5 separate regions of the Mus musculus genome follow, and all the other regions are linked to region 1. Evidence: chromatin contacts called from public Hi-C, Micro-C and promoter capture Hi-C data. All regions are on one chromosome and are shown on one strand. The core of a region is the stretch at or near the end of the contact, and the rest is flanking DNA. Distances in the headings are between cores, read along the strand shown. Region 1 holds the start of Dnmt3a (DNA methyltransferase 3A). Region 2 holds the start of Dnajc27 (DnaJ heat shock protein family (Hsp40) member C27). Region 3 holds the start of Asxl2 (additional sex combs like 2, transcriptional regulator). Region 4 holds the start of Cenpo (centromere protein O). Region 5 holds the start of Adcy3 (adenylate cyclase 3).

The links. Promoter capture Hi-C pulls out the DNA fragments that hold promoters and counts their contacts. Hi-C and Micro-C count contacts between places; a contact is called where the count stands out from the background.
Region 2: a contact with region 1 is called in a promoter capture Hi-C map of liver, with 3 times the contacts expected there. The contact joins the promoter of Dnajc27 here to the promoter of Dnmt3a in region 1. A contact is called at or near these places in 20 of 39 promoter capture datasets (the 3T3-L1 cell line, 3T3-L1-derived adipocytes, the C10 cell line and 13 more), 1 of 15 datasets of contacts at CTCF or cohesin (pro-B cells), 22 of 484 Hi-C or Micro-C datasets (CD4 T cells, CD8 T cells, the HL-1 cell line and 15 more), 16 of 115 datasets of contacts at active chromatin or transcription factors (embryonic hindbrain, embryonic limb bud, embryonic stem cells and 5 more) and 3 of 9 other capture datasets (adipose tissue, embryonic stem cells and liver).
Region 3: a contact with region 1 is called in a Micro-C map of embryonic stem cells, with 2.1 times the contacts expected there. The contact joins the promoter of Asxl2 here to the promoter of Dnmt3a in region 1. A contact is called at or near these places in 1 of 39 promoter capture datasets (hippocampal neurons), 1 of 484 Hi-C or Micro-C datasets (embryonic stem cells), 1 of 115 datasets of contacts at active chromatin or transcription factors (pancreatic cancer cells) and 1 of 9 other capture datasets (liver).
Region 4: a contact with region 1 is called in a promoter capture Hi-C map of pre-B cells. The contact joins the promoter of Cenpo here to the promoter of Dnmt3a in region 1. A contact is called at or near these places in 7 of 39 promoter capture datasets (the C10 cell line, cranial neural crest, frontonasal cranial neural crest and 3 more), 3 of 115 datasets of contacts at active chromatin or transcription factors (embryonic stem cells and microglia) and 2 of 9 other capture datasets (liver and pancreatic islet).
Region 5: a Hi-C map of CD8 T cells shows a contact between it and region 1, with 4 times the contacts expected there. The contact joins the promoter of Adcy3 here to the promoter of Dnmt3a in region 1. A contact is called at or near these places in 2 of 484 Hi-C or Micro-C datasets (CD4 T cells and CD8 T cells) and 1 of 115 datasets of contacts at active chromatin or transcription factors (embryonic stem cells).

What each region holds. Positions count from the first base shown.
Region 1 is chr12:3,805,653-3,808,352 of GRCm38.p6, forward strand. It overlaps Dnmt3a (DNA methyltransferase 3A), which reads left to right and starts at 1,328. Exons shown (of 23, transcript NM_007872.4): 1 at 1,328-1,468.
Region 2 is chr12:4,081,309-4,084,008 of GRCm38.p6, forward strand. It overlaps Dnajc27 (DnaJ heat shock protein family (Hsp40) member C27), which reads left to right and starts at 1,266. Exons shown (of 7, transcript NM_153082.4): 1 at 1,266-1,565. The coding sequence starts at 1,479.
Region 3 is chr12:3,425,484-3,428,183 of GRCm38.p6, forward strand. Asxl2 (additional sex combs like 2, transcriptional regulator) reads left to right here and starts at 1,374. Exons shown (of 13, transcript NM_001270988.1): 1 at 1,374-1,729. The coding sequence starts at 1,673. 1110002L01Rik (RIKEN cDNA 1110002L01 gene) reads right to left here and starts at 1,264. Exons shown (of 3, transcript NR_030694.1): 1 at 1,018-1,264.
Region 4 is chr12:4,232,596-4,235,295 of GRCm38.p6, forward strand. It overlaps Cenpo (centromere protein O), which reads right to left and starts at 1,370. Exons shown (of 7, transcript NM_134046.6): 1 at 1,157-1,370; 2 at 936-1,062. The coding sequence starts at 981. It overlaps Ptrhd1 (peptidyl-tRNA hydrolase domain containing 1), which reads left to right and starts at 1,418. Exons shown (of 2, transcript NM_001204912.2): 1 at 1,418-1,683. The coding sequence starts at 1,432.
Region 5 is chr12:4,132,783-4,135,482 of GRCm38.p6, forward strand. It overlaps Adcy3 (adenylate cyclase 3), which reads left to right and starts at 1,371. Exons shown (of 21, transcript NM_138305.3): 1 at 1,371-2,218. The coding sequence starts at 1,544.

The sequences.
Region 1 (2,700 bases), core at 78-2,577:
GCAGAAATGAACACCAGTAGTGGAGGGTGGGGGTGCGATATTGAGTGCTATTAGGAAAGGTCAGGACAGTTGCTTTGGGGTAGGGAAGACTGAAGTGTAAATGTGCCCTGCAAATAGGAAAGGGTGGTTCTGTATTTCAATGAATTAGGCAACTGTCCCTTTGATCCTCAAATGGGGTGAAGTGTTCTAGGTGGGGCGTGTTCTATGGGAACCTGCTTCAGCATTGAGGGTCTGCAAATAAGTGTGCCGTGGGTGTGGGAGATGCAACTCAGGACACTGGGGCACTGAAGGGCTGGATGGATGGTGCTGTCCAGTGACAGGAGGGAGGAGCCTGACAAGGAGGCTGGGAGTCAGGGGATTCAGTGCCAAGCTCCAGTGATGGTAGCTGGAGAGGTGAGCACTACAGACCCGGAGCCCTGAGAGCACCCCCACACTGAGGGAGCCAGGTCTAGTGCCCGTCTGCAGAGAATCTTGCAGCTGGAAGAGGCAGGCCTTCAATGTCATTTAGTTCAACCTTCCACCTCTTCAGATCTTTCCAGAGCCCACCTGAGGGCATCCAACTCTTTTTGGACACCTCAAGGTACGGAAAGCTTACTGCCTTCTAGGGAGCCCACTCCGTGGCGGTGCTCGATGCTCTAGGATGGCCTCGAGGCGCCAGGCGCTCCGACCTTGGCCCTGTGCAGCCGTCTGGCCACCGCGGCACCTGGCTGTGGGTGGCGACGCGGCTGAGCAGGCGCTGCTGTCCCCAGCCCCAGTGCTGAGGCGCGCAAAGCGCAGTGGGCTCTGGTGGAGGTCGGGAGAACTGCAGGGCGAAGGCCGCCGGGGGCTCCGCGGGCGGCGAGGGGGGGGGACGGGGGGGGGCAGGCACTTGACACCGGCCCGGGAGAGGAGGGGCAGCTGTCCCTACGACCAGTGCTGGATGCGGGGACCCAGCGCAGAAGCCGCGCCAGGTAGAGGGGCGCCGCAAGGTGGGGAGGTTGCGGCCGGGGGACCACCCGAGGGGCACAGGGCGGCCGAGATCGCAGCTCCGGCAGGGTGCCCGGCCCGGAGCGCCGCAGTCGGGGCGCGGCGGGGTCCCGAACCCGCTCCTCCCGCCGGGGGCGCTAGGACCGTCCGCGGCTCGGATAGCTCCCGCCGCGGCGCCCCGGGGCCCCCGGGGTTGCCTCCCGGGCGGCTCCGCAGCGCCGGGGCCAGAGCCAGCGCGGCCACGGGGGGCGAGCGGCGGGCGGAGGCCTGGGCGGCGGGCGGCCGGAGGGAGGGAAGGAGGAAGGCGGAGAGAAGAGGCGGGCGGGGGGGACCCGGCGGAGGAGGCGGAGAGAGGGAGCGCGACAGCGACGGAGGGAGGGAGCGCGGCAGGCAGCGGGCGGGCCGGGAGGCGGCGCGGGCGGCGGCGCGAGCAGAGGACGAGCCGGGACGCGGCGCCGCGGCAGCAGGGCGAGCCGGGCCGCCCGACCCGCCGGGCCACACGGTAACCAGCACGGCCTGCGGCCCGGGAGCTGAGAGGGCGGGCGGGCGGGAGGGCACAGCAAGGCGGTGGGGAGCGCGGCTCGGACCCCGCAACTCGGCGCGCGGTGCTGAGAGCGCGGACCGCCCGGGCCGAGGGTTTGTTTATGTCCCCGCCGCTCGCCCGCCGCTCCTCTTCTGCGCGCCGCCTCCGCCGCGGACGCCCCTCGGCGCCCCCGCCCGGCCCGGGCTCAAGTTCAAGTCCGTACAATGCCGCGGGGGGCCTCCGCCGGCCTGCGCGCCGCCCGACGCGCGCTGCCGCAGGGCCCCGCCGCCTCCGCCTTCCGGGCTCTGCCCCCGCCCGGGGGCCCGGTCGGGGCCTGCGGCCGTGCGCTGCGGAGTGCGGACGGGACCGGGAATCGGGCGGCGGGAGGGGAGAGGAGGGGGAGGGGGCGCGGGCGGCCGGGGAGCGCCGTGGCCACGGCAGAAAATGGCAGCCTGGCACGACCCGGGCCCCGCGCCCGCCCCGCCCCTCCCCCGGGCCTGCAGGCTCCGCGCGGCGGGGGGGACCCTGGAGGCCCCCGGCAGGGCCCAGGGGCGGCCGGGGCCCGCGCCGGGGAGCGCGGCGTCGCGATCTTCCCGCGGCCACCTGTGGCTTGGGGGTGCGGGGCGCCGGCGGGCCTGGGAGGGGCGCGCGCGTGGGGAGCGTGCCCGCTCGGGGGCGCACGCTCCCGCGGAGGCCAGGCGGAACGGCGTGGAGGGGGGGGCGTCGCGCCCGGCTCCTCCCTGCCCCCGCTGCGGGCCGTGGGAGCGGGGTGGTGGTGGCGGCGGCGGCGCCGCAGTATGGGGGCGGGGCGGGAGTGGGCGAGGATCCCCGGGCCGGGCCGCGGGGGACTAGAAGGTGCGGGGGCGGGAGCAGCAAGGCTGGAAATGTCTCCGGTGGGGATGCCGGGGTCGCCCCCTGAGGCAGACTCCCCTTGCATACACTCACACGCACCCCCGCCGGGCCGGTGTAGACGTGTCCTTGAAAGCTTCGCATCTGCACAGTGAAGGACGAGGCCTCGCCGAGGCTGCGGATCGGGGGTCTCAGTCCCCATGTTGCCCTCACCTCAGGAGACACCCGAGCCTCCGAGCGGCTCCGGCCGCGGTCCGTGTCCTGCCCTCACCCGGACTCCCTACTCCACGCCGTCTTGCCCTCCCTCGTTGGCGCGGACCGAGCTGGCGTGCGTCCAGGGCCCGCCCCCAGCCTCCCCCAAC
Region 2 (2,700 bases), core at 16-2,515, 280 kb after region 1:
AAGCCTGGATGTTGGCAGCTGTGAGAATCCCACACCATCACAGAGCTGGACAAACCTTAAGAACTATCCAGCCAGTCTTCCTCCTGAGGATGGGGGCCATTAGACTGATGCCAGAGAGGGAAAATTAACACACACACACACACACACACACACACTGCCTCTGCTCCAAAAGGCAACTCTGGTTTTCAACCAGGAAAGAGTCTTGTTCAAGGTCCTTTTCCAGAACCAGGGTCAGACTCCCAATTCTCATCTGATGCTACCTTCTTCGATGAAGCCTTTGCAGGCTGTCTGCAGATTGAAGCAACCGTCCATTAAGAATAATCAGGGGAGGGGTGATTATGTACTAAACAGATACTTTTTTGTGTGTGATTATTCCCTAAAGGACAACAATATAGACTAACAACTATTTACATAAGAATGATATTTACATTGTAATAGCATTTACTTTGTATTGAGTAGTTATGCTGGCTTTCTTGGGTTTTGGGTAGAAGCCAAGAAACTCACTTCTGTAAGAAAGCAGGCTGAACGGAGCCATGAGGAGCAAGCCACTAGGCAGCACTCCTCCACAGCCTCTGCATCAGCTCCTGCCCCCAGCTTCCTTTCCTATCTCTCCTGTCCAAATTTTTTTTGATGTGTAAGCCAAGTTAAACCCTTTTCTCCCCAAGTTGCCTTGGTTATGGTGTTTCTTCACAGCAACAGTAACCCTAAGACAGTGGGGCAGATAATGTGAGATGACACAAGTAGGCTGAGGATGTGCATAAGTTACATAAAGCTTTCTACACATGTACAATTTATACATAAAGGTTTTTATATATTTATTTTGAAACAGGATTGCACAATATAGCTCCACCTGGCCTTGAACTCATAGAGATCCGCCTGCCTCTGCCTCCTGAGTGCCAGAATTAAAGCGTGCGTTTGCTCGGATACCATCTTTAGGTGACTGGGACATCCGCAGAATCCACTGTGATCCTGGGCTCAGTCCTCTGCAGAAACTGTAGTCTGCAGTCACTGTACTGACGGAGAGGAGGATGGCAGCAGAGGCACCCATCGGTGAAGATTCCAGGAAAAAAAAAGCCTTTGGCATGACTGGGCCTTACACTAAATGTCAAAAACTCCCCGTGACAGCCGCTCTATTTCTGCCACCATGTACAGACCAATCTTGATGCCAGGCAAAGAAACCCCAATCGCCTGCAACCGGGCCGCACTGGCCCAACAGGACCCCAAGACCCAGTCCTCCCGGGCCCCGCAATGACGTCACGGCGCGCAGTCATCGCGAGACTCCGCTCGCCCTCCGCGGCTCGCCGCTTCCCAACCGCCCTCGTCCGTCCGCGGCCAGGCAGCGGTGGGGATGGCGAGCCGCGGAGCCAGGGTGGTGACGAGCACAGCGGCTCCGTCATTGGGCGAGGAGGCCTGAGGGACTCCAGGCTGGCTGGGTGCGTAAGGACACCACAACCCGCGGCCCCGGCAGAGCGAGGGCGATGGAGACCAACGTGCCGAAGAGGAAGGAGCCCGCCAAGTCCCTCCGCATCAAAGTCATCTCCATGGGCAACGCCGAAGTGGGGAAAGTGAGTACCGCGTGCTGCGAGGGCAGGACCTCCGCGTGCTGTGAGAGCGACATTCCCATTGGCTAGGAGAGCCGCCACTCAAAAGCTTGAAGCTCCGCCTCCTCTCTGCTTAGTTTAGCATCCTGAGCTCACTGGGGCTTGCGGCCTCCAGAGGAAAACTATCTTGACCTTTTTGACCTTTGGGCTGCTGGCTCTTTACTGACGTCACTGTCCCTAAAAGGTGTCAGGGTGGCCTCTGATCTTTGATTGTAATTTGAAGGTAGTAATTAGATTCCGATGTCGAATGATCAGTTTACATACCAAATCTGTTTTTCCCCTGAGAGGGGACGAGGTCCTGCGGGTTGGGGAGAGTGGTTGCCAGCCTTGCTGTTTAAAGAGATGCCAGGGAGGTGTTAGATTCTAAAAAATGTAGCCCTGAACAGCCTGGAGTCTATGTTCCCACCACCAGAGCACAACAACCTAGTGTGTTTCAGGGGACATGCACTGACAGCCCTAGATCTTGTGTTTTTAATTTTTTGTATTGTCACGTCCATTTTTCTCGGAGGAGTCTTTTTTTTTAAAAAAATACCATCTTTCTGAGTGTATCATTTCTGTATCATTTGCTGCTTATTAGCTACTAAACTTCCTCTCATCTGGGAAGGGAGGCCTTTCCTAAATGAATTTAGATGCCAGTTACTCGTTTTCTTCCCTTAACGTTGGGAAACTGTTGGTTAAGAATTCCCAAGGTCGACAGACAGGGAAGGCATCCGAAGTGGAGTCTTCACTAAACCAAACGCAGAAGACCTCTAATGGGAGCGTTTGCATACTACTATGTAAGCCAGTGCTCTGTGCTAGAAGATGCTCAGGAAGTGTTTATTGCTGTTATACAATTTAGCGTGCTCCCGTTCTACATATGGACCTTCATGTATGTGTTAACAAAACAGTTGCTGAAGATTAACATTTATTGACTATTGACTATTTTCCAGCTCTGTTTTACAAAGGCAGGAGAGTTGGGAATATTGTGAGTTGGTGCAGTGTGAGTGTGAATAGCAGTTCTGTTCCCAGGAGTCCTGCAGAAAACTGCTAATCCCAGTGGTAGGCAAGCACAGACTGCTGGGTCCCCGGACCCCCGACCAAGGAGCCTGATCAGCAAGCC
Region 3 (2,700 bases), core at 124-2,623, 380 kb before region 1:
AAAGATGGCTCAGCGGTTAAAAGCACAGACTGCTCTTCCAGAGGTCCTGAGTTCAATTCCCAGCAACCACATGGTGACTCACAACCATCTGTAATGAGATCTGATGCCCTCTTCTGGTGTGCATGAAGATAGAAATCCGTGTACACTTGCCTAAGCTACAGAACGAATTCAAGAACAGTCTGGATAATTTAGGGGGACGCTGCCTATGTAAAAACAACAGAATGGCTGGAGTACAGCTGAGTGGTAGAAGGCTTATGCTAGCCTGCAGGCTCAATCCCCAGTACCCATGGGAGGCGGAGAGCTTGCATTGAGCCACATCCCTAGCCGCTGTGCATTCTCCTCTATGTTGTTTACAAGAACAGATAATCAGAGATAAAATGTTCTGGATATTCAGGAGGGTGTTACTGACATTATGAAGAGTGAATAGTTTCTTGACTAGACATAGCTGAACCATTCAACAAATATTTAACGGATTCCTGATACATATAGGCTCTGTGCCAAGGGAGATAAAACATACTTCTTTGATGATACCAATCACATGTAAAAACACAATGCGATTTCTAAACTCCTTTTTAAAAAATATTTATTTTATGTATGAGTACACTGTAGCTGTCTTCACTGTAGCTGACACACCGGAAGAGGGCATCGGATCCCATGGTTGTGAGCCACCATGTGGTTGCTGAGAATTAAACTCAGAACCTCCGGAATAGTCAGTGCACTTATCCTCTGAGCCATAAACGTGGTTTCTGTTGGCCTAAAAAAGGTCTATTTACTTTGCGAGACAAGGCTTGGTAGCTAACAACTTAGTTTTTGGTATATTCACATCCTATACTAGAGAGTTGGTAAATCAATCTAACCTGTCTCATCTATTAATCAGATTAATAATAGACAAGAACTGCACGCGGTACGTCTTCAAAAAGATAAGCTTTGTAAAAAATGAACTTGAGGACAAGACGATGCATGCCTGTAATTACCAGTAATGGGAGACAGAAGTTCGGAGTTTAAGGTCCGCCTTACCTGAGCCTGTACCACAACAAAATAAAACATGCTGATTAAAACGGTAGTTGGCAAGATCACTTGATCGTCGGGCTCTTTAAGTTTCCAGAGCCACTCCTCAACACACGCTGCACGTAACCGCGCAATCAGCCTTTCCCGAAAGGAGCAGATTCTGTTTCCGCCAGAAGATCTTCCCGGCGGGTGTGACCGCCAGACATCCGACCCACAGACCATGGGCCGCCCTCCGTCGTGCGCAAGGGCTCGATGCGGAGACACCGGAAGTGCAGGGGCGTGGCTAACTGCTGCAGCCTGCCGGTCCGACGCCGAGGCTGGGGGCGCGCGCAAGTGCGCGCTCGTTCGCGCGGCCTGCAGCGTACAGTAGTGACGGCCGCGCGGCAGGGGTCACGTGACCACAGAAGCTGCTTGTACAGTAAGAACCCAATATGGCAGCGGCGGTAGCAGTGGCAGCGGCAGCAGGACCGGCCACCCCGTAGAGCCCCCTACCCCCGCCACTGCGCGCCTCCGCGGCCGCTTGCTCGCTGAGTTGCTTCTCGGGTCCGACTTCCCCTTTCTCCCACCTTTCCTGGCACCGCGGGAAAAGCAGTGCAGGGCGCAGCAGGCGAGGGAACGCAGCCGGAGCCGGGGCACGGAAGCCTCCCAGTCAGTCAGAACCGACATGAGGGAAAAGGGCCGTAGGAAGAAGGGCAGGACCTGGGCGGAGGCCGCCAAGACGGTAAGGAGGAGGGAGCAGAGAGAAAGGCTGGCAGGAGTTCGTTTTCTCGCCGGCCACCCGTCGCAAGGCAAGGGAGGTCACTTGGCCCCGCGACCGGGTTGAGGATCAGGAAAGCGCGCGCAGAGAGCGGCAGTTACGGGCGCGTTGGAGAGCCGTGAGGAGACCGAGGCGTCGGCGCGAGGAATCCGTCGCGCGACTGCGACTTCTCGCGGTGGCTACGACTGGACCTCCTCGGTGTTGTGAGGTTGCCTTTCGGGGTCATGTCGCTGTCGCCCCTACACTGTTACCCCTTGTCTCGGCCCTGTGTGTTGTGCTTGCCCAGTAACCGGTTCTTCTCCCTTGTGCGCCTCGGAGAGCCCCGATTGGATGCAGACAGGAGGCGGTTTGTGCGTGCTTCCAGCCCCGGAAAGGAGAGGGGAGCGCTTGAGCTCGGTGGCGTTCTCCTGTCGAGGCAGAGGTGCTGCCAGACCGGGGCCCCCGCTTATCTTGCTCCGGGAGCCAATGTGAGGTCACGAGGCTTTTGTGTTTGCTGTGAGAGCTGAAAGTGCAGGAGGTGTTTAGAAACGAAGTAACAGGTGGGACTCAGAATTTTTTTTTCTGTTTCCGTAGAGACCTACTCTGAGTAAGGCTGCAATGCATGGTGGGACGTGTAGTTTATTGGCTTTCTTTTTCTCCTTTCCTTTTTCCTTTCCTTTCCTTTCCTTTCCTTTTCTCTCCTCCCCTCCCCTCCTCTTTTCTTTTCTTTTCTTTTCTTTTCTTTTCTTTTCTTTTCTTTTCTTTTCTTTTCTTTTCTTTTCATTTCTTTTCTTCTTTTTTAAGTTAAAGTGAAAGTGGACCGGACCAATGAAGTTGTGATTAGTGCCCCTCACTCCAATTTTGTTATATGGAATTTAAAAGTCATTTAGCAATGAGTATTTGTGAGAAACATTGTTTTGAAAAATTTAAAACGTGTATTTACGAAGAAAAGAAAC
Region 4 (2,700 bases), core at 120-2,619, 430 kb after region 1:
AAATCTATGGTGGGAAAGGCCGATTCTCCATGCTTTCCCACAACCCAGATGAAACCTCCCTAGAGAAGTCCAATGCTTCACCTCATGTAACTAGTTTCCTTAAGCAGATCCAATATTTACTTTGCAGGGTTCACAAGAATATACATTCACAAAAATCCTTTCTTCATTTGTCTTGGGACAGCCCAGACCTGGCTCATTCATCTATCCAGCCAAGGCTAGACATCAAATTACTAGTGTATAGCTCCTTTAAAAAACAAACAAACCAACTTGCATAAGATCAAGAGAGAGCCACAGTAGGCAGCATGTTGGCCCTTCACTTGCTTTTCTTCCCGTTACTGACTCCTGACTTCTTTTATTTCCTCTGGAGCCTGAGCACAGCAGTTCCTTCTCTCTGCTGTATTTAGTTCCTCTCCAAGTTCACACGATAAGCAGTGGTAATTGCCAAGCAGAGAGAGAAAACCAACATAATCATAACTAAATGTTTCAATCTTTTGGATTGGAGATGACAAGGGAACTGGAGAATAATTGACCTGTCGAAGTTTGATGATTATTCACAAACTTTCACTCGTCACTTGTTTAGCCAGGTGTGCTGACACACAGAAGGGCAAGTTACTGGCAAATTTGGGATTACATAGTAATTTAGTTCTAGGGTATGGATTATACTTGATTGCAACATATTTTTAACAATTAAGTCATCAAACTTTTAGTTTTTAGTAACAATTTCAACCCACATGATGCTTTCACATTAAGTTTTGTTTAAAGGAGAAAGAAAATGAGGCAGAACTATAATGTGTCCAAGCCACAAAATTTCCTAAGATAGAGCCCTGAATCAAATCCATATCTAATCGCCAAAGTTACTGCCTTACAGTGTCCCTTCCTTTGCAATAAAGTCTGGAAACACTGTGGTACAGAGAAAGCCAAACCCCTTTGAATACCTCCTTTGCACTTCCTGCCTGGACACAAAGTATTTGCAGACTCCATCTCCTCTTCGGGTTCTCAAGTGTTTTTTCTTACGATGCTGGACGTACAAGGCAGGGTTAACATGGACCCGAACGTCCTTAACTGTAAATAGTAAAAGACACGCAATCACCAATCTATTGCCACTATTGCCTGACAGTCCCGGGATAAGCAAAGTGTCCCCGCTGGCGTCCCTTACCTTGGACTGGTCAGCCCTGTCCACGCCTACCTCACCGCCGTGGCCACTATGGTCCAGCCGGGCTTCCTCGAACACCCAAAGAAGCTGTACAGTAATGCTAATCTGTCTACCACTGGGTCTTGCTTTCTCGCCAAAGCTCCCTCACTCAGGATGCAGTTTAAGAATTCCCGCCGAGAGCAACTGAAGTAACAACGTAACCCACTGATCCCAGAGTGCTTTGTGCTTCCGCCGTACACGAACATGGTGGCGCCCAGCAGCTCCACACTAATCCCAGCATGCACCGCAAGGTACGTCCGGCCAGTCTGATGATCAGGAAGATGGCATGCTCTGGGGTGGAGCCACAGATCCTTGTACAGTACTTAGTATTACGAAAGGATCTATCTCAGGCTCCCTTTTCCTGGCCCACCGGCGCACTGGTAGCGCAGGCTTGTCACGCCGCCACAGCAGCCTTGCACCTTCATCGAGACCATCCGCACACGGCAGCTTATCTCCGGGAGCTGGGGCGCATGCGCAAGGTGGTTCTCGAGGTGAGGCGTGGGGAGTATCCGGAGGGACCCTAAACGGGGGTGGGGTGCCGAGGCCGGAAGTAGATCTGCTCTTGGGCCCAACCCTTAGCTTCCGGAAGTACGTGTGGCATGATTGTAGGAGGGATCACTAAGAGTTTGGGAATGGTCTGCGCTACGCAGTGAACCTTCCCTTTGGCAGAGCATGACTGTGAAGAACCGACGCAGACCCTGCTATCACAGCGTTCACCAGAAATTGGTTGTTCCAGTGTCCCTTAGATCCCTGGGAACGAAGCTGGGGAAAGCGTGGCGCTTATGCCTGTGCACCAATCTGCCTTTTAAAACTGGGCCTAGCCGGGCGAGGTGGCGCACGCCTTTAATCCCAGCACTTGGGAGGCAGAGGCAGGCAGATTTCTGAGTTCGAGGCCAGCCTGGGCTACAAAGTGAGTTCCAGAACAGCCAGGGCTATACAGAGAAACCCTGTCTCAAAAAAAAAAAAAAAAAAAAAAAAAAAAAGAAAGAAAAAGAAAAAAGCTGGGCCTAAAATTAGCACTGCCTTAATATTGTTAGTAAGAAATAGAGGCTGTTTATTTAAAAGGAGAAATGCTCAGTGAGTGGGGAAAAGGAGTATGTTTTTCAGAAGCTCTGAGTCTCAAGTCTCCTAACTGACATTTACATAGCACCTGCTTCTCTAGAGAAATCTTTATCCAGGAAAACACTGGCAAAGGGGTGAGAGTGGAGGAACAATGGCCAAAGGGACCAACGTGCCAACCTACATCTGTGTTCAACTTTCTGAGGGGTCCTTTCCCATCTTGGTGATTTACATACGCATTTGATTAACCCTTTTTTAAAGATCTACTTAAATTCTGTGTAGGTGTGTGTGTCTGTGGGACATATGCACATGGGTGCAGACGTGTAGGTGTGTGTGTCTGTGGGACGTATGCACATGGGTGCAGACGTGTAGGTGTGTGTGTCTGTGGGACGTATGCACATGGGAGGACAGAGTAGGATGTAGGCTCTTCTGCAGTTATAGGCAGTGAG
Region 5 (2,700 bases), core at 121-2,620, 330 kb after region 1:
ATAATTGATGCTACGGCTTAGGAGATGGACAGGTCCAAAAGGAGCATTTGCTTCTTTAAGGAAGAACTCAAATACATCCCAATTGGTTGGATGTGCACTGGAGATCTTCGTGAAGCAAGGCCTCTTTCAGGTCCACGTGCCAGGCACCAATCAAGCTACTTCAGTCCTCTTTTGTCACCAGTTTCGGCTGCTTATTCCCTCGAAGAGAGATCAAGCCCCACGCTTGACGTCTGGGCTGCCAGGGTGGGCGGAGACACTGAGATGGGGCGCGCCCACTCAGGGAGCTGCCCCCAAACCTCAGCCCGAGGCCTCTCCTGTCCCCGGAAGGAAGCCAGGGTAGAAGAAGGGCGGCCGGGGTGCCCCAGCACGCCTCACCTTCAGGGAAGATACGTCCCGGGCTTTGATCTTCCGTAACACGGCCTGTTTGGGGGCAAGGCGCAGATTCGCCTCGTTCCTTTCTATCTGCCACCAATTCGGCGTTTCCACGCAGTCGTCGCCGGGCGCTGGCAAGAGGGAGACACCGGGGACAGCGAGGGGGCCCCTCCACCCGGCGCCCAGGAGGCGGCGACAAGGCGGGGAGGGGCCGCCCGCCTCCTGGGGCCTGCGGCGCGTGTGAATCAGTGTGCAGAGCGCAGCGCACGGACTCGGCTGGCTCGCCCTGCGTGCGGGGAGAGGATGCTGGCAAGCTGCCCCGGCCTGGGCCCGCCATCCGCAGCGCGCGCCGCCGCCGTCCTCTGCGCCCACCGATGCTGAGCCGCAGCCTCGCGCCTCTCCCAGCCTGACCCGGGGCCTGACCGCGAGGGGACCCGCGCACAGGCTCCGGGTGGACGAGCTGGCGCGGCGGCACTGCGGGAAGCAGCCTGCGGCTCGCTGAAGCCCACTTGGCTTGGCTCCGCAGCCCCGGTTTGGAGCGCGCGGCTCCCGAGTTCCCGCACAGGTCAGCGCCAAGCTACGACCCAGGGCTGGATGGACTTCCACGAGGCTGCAGAGCCCGAGGTTGGGAAGGGGCTGGATTCTCCCAGGGGTGGGTGGGGGAAAGGAAGTAAACAGAAGGGAGATGAGGGAATCCCCAGGACCGCTCCGGCTCCTTCCAGGCACGTTTTCTTTTCAGCTTGGAGCCAGTGGGCCTGAAGGGAATTTAGGTGAGGAAGTCAGGGATAGAGCCGGGCATACAAGGAATGGAGAGATGGCTAGGCCCCTCCAGAAGCCCGACGCAGGAAACCGGGTGTCTGGTGTGGACTGGACTGAGTGTGTGGGCGTGCTTGGGAGGCTGTGGTGTTGGAGGCTTGTGTAGCATGGATCTGTATGAGGGGTAGGTTGGGTCAAGGAAAGAGGCGCCATGTCCTTAGCCATGTCCTTTTAAGTTGCAGATGTTCGGTGCCACCTGTGTCCTGGGAACCCACTAAGCATTCCAGCTCCAGTTGGACGCCCTTCATTCATAACCAAGAGGAACCTCCCCGCCTTCCCCGGGTCTTACGAAGCCCTGGTGAAGTGGCTTGACCTGCAGGTCTCCCTTCCTCATTAGAAACAGCCAGCAGCCAACATGCCGAGGAACCAGGGCTTCTCGGATCCCGAGTACTCGGCAGAGTACTCAGCTGAATACTCGGTCAGCCTGCCCTCTGACCCCGACCGCGGGGTCGGCCGGACCCATGAAATTTCTGTGCGGAACTCGGGGTCCTGCCTGTGCCTGCCTCGCTTTATGCGGCTGACCTTCGTGCCTGAGTCCTTGGAGAACCTCTACCAGACCTACTTCAAAAGGCAGCGCCATGAGACCCTGCTGGTGCTGGTGGTCTTTGCGGCCCTCTTTGACTGCTACGTGGTAGTGATGTGCGCGGTGGTCTTCTCCAGCGACAAGCTGGCGCCCCTCATGGTGGCAGGCTTCGGTCTGGTGTTGGACATCATCCTTTTCGTGCTCTGTAAAAAGGGGCTGCTCCCGGACCGAGTGAGCCGCAAAGTGGTACCCTACCTGCTGTGGCTGCTCATCTCGGCCCAGATCTTCTCCTACCTGGGCCTGAACTTTTCACGGGCCCACGCAGCCAGTGACACTGTGGGTTGGCAGGCTTTCTTTGTCTTCTCCTTCTTCATAACGCTGCCCCTCAGCCTCAGCCCCATCGTGATCATCTCTGTGGTCTCCTGTGTTGTGCACACGCTTGTGTTGGGGGTCACTGTGGCCCAGCAGCAGCAGGATGAGCTGGAAGGGATGCAGCTGCTGAGGGAGGTGAGTCCCACCCTCCTCCCTATCTGTCTATTGTATTCCTTCTCTTCCAGCCAAGTGTCACTCAGGTGGGATTGCTTTCAATGCCAGGAGTTGAACACGTCCTGAGCGGCCTTGGGGTCCCAGTTGTCAGTTCAGAGGACTACCTCTCAGCCCCTGGGAGTGTGCACCCCGATGTCATATGGTGTTTTTCCTAGAGAAAGAACACTGGGCCTCGGGGCCACTCAGCCAACTGTGCCTGGTTGGAGTTGGTGACAGCACCTTGGATCTTGGTGTGGAGGAAGTCTTGCTCAGCCAGTCTATGACCCAGGTCAAGAGACGGCTTGTGGCAAACTCTGCTTAACTCCAGATGGTGTTTGACTTGTGGGGGTTCAGTGCTCTCAGTCAAATGGGGATCCTGTCTGCCCTGGATGCAGAAGTGGCTGTTATCAAGATCCAAGGGAACAGAGATGAAAGCCTGTTAGGTTATGTGAAGAGCTTAAGGA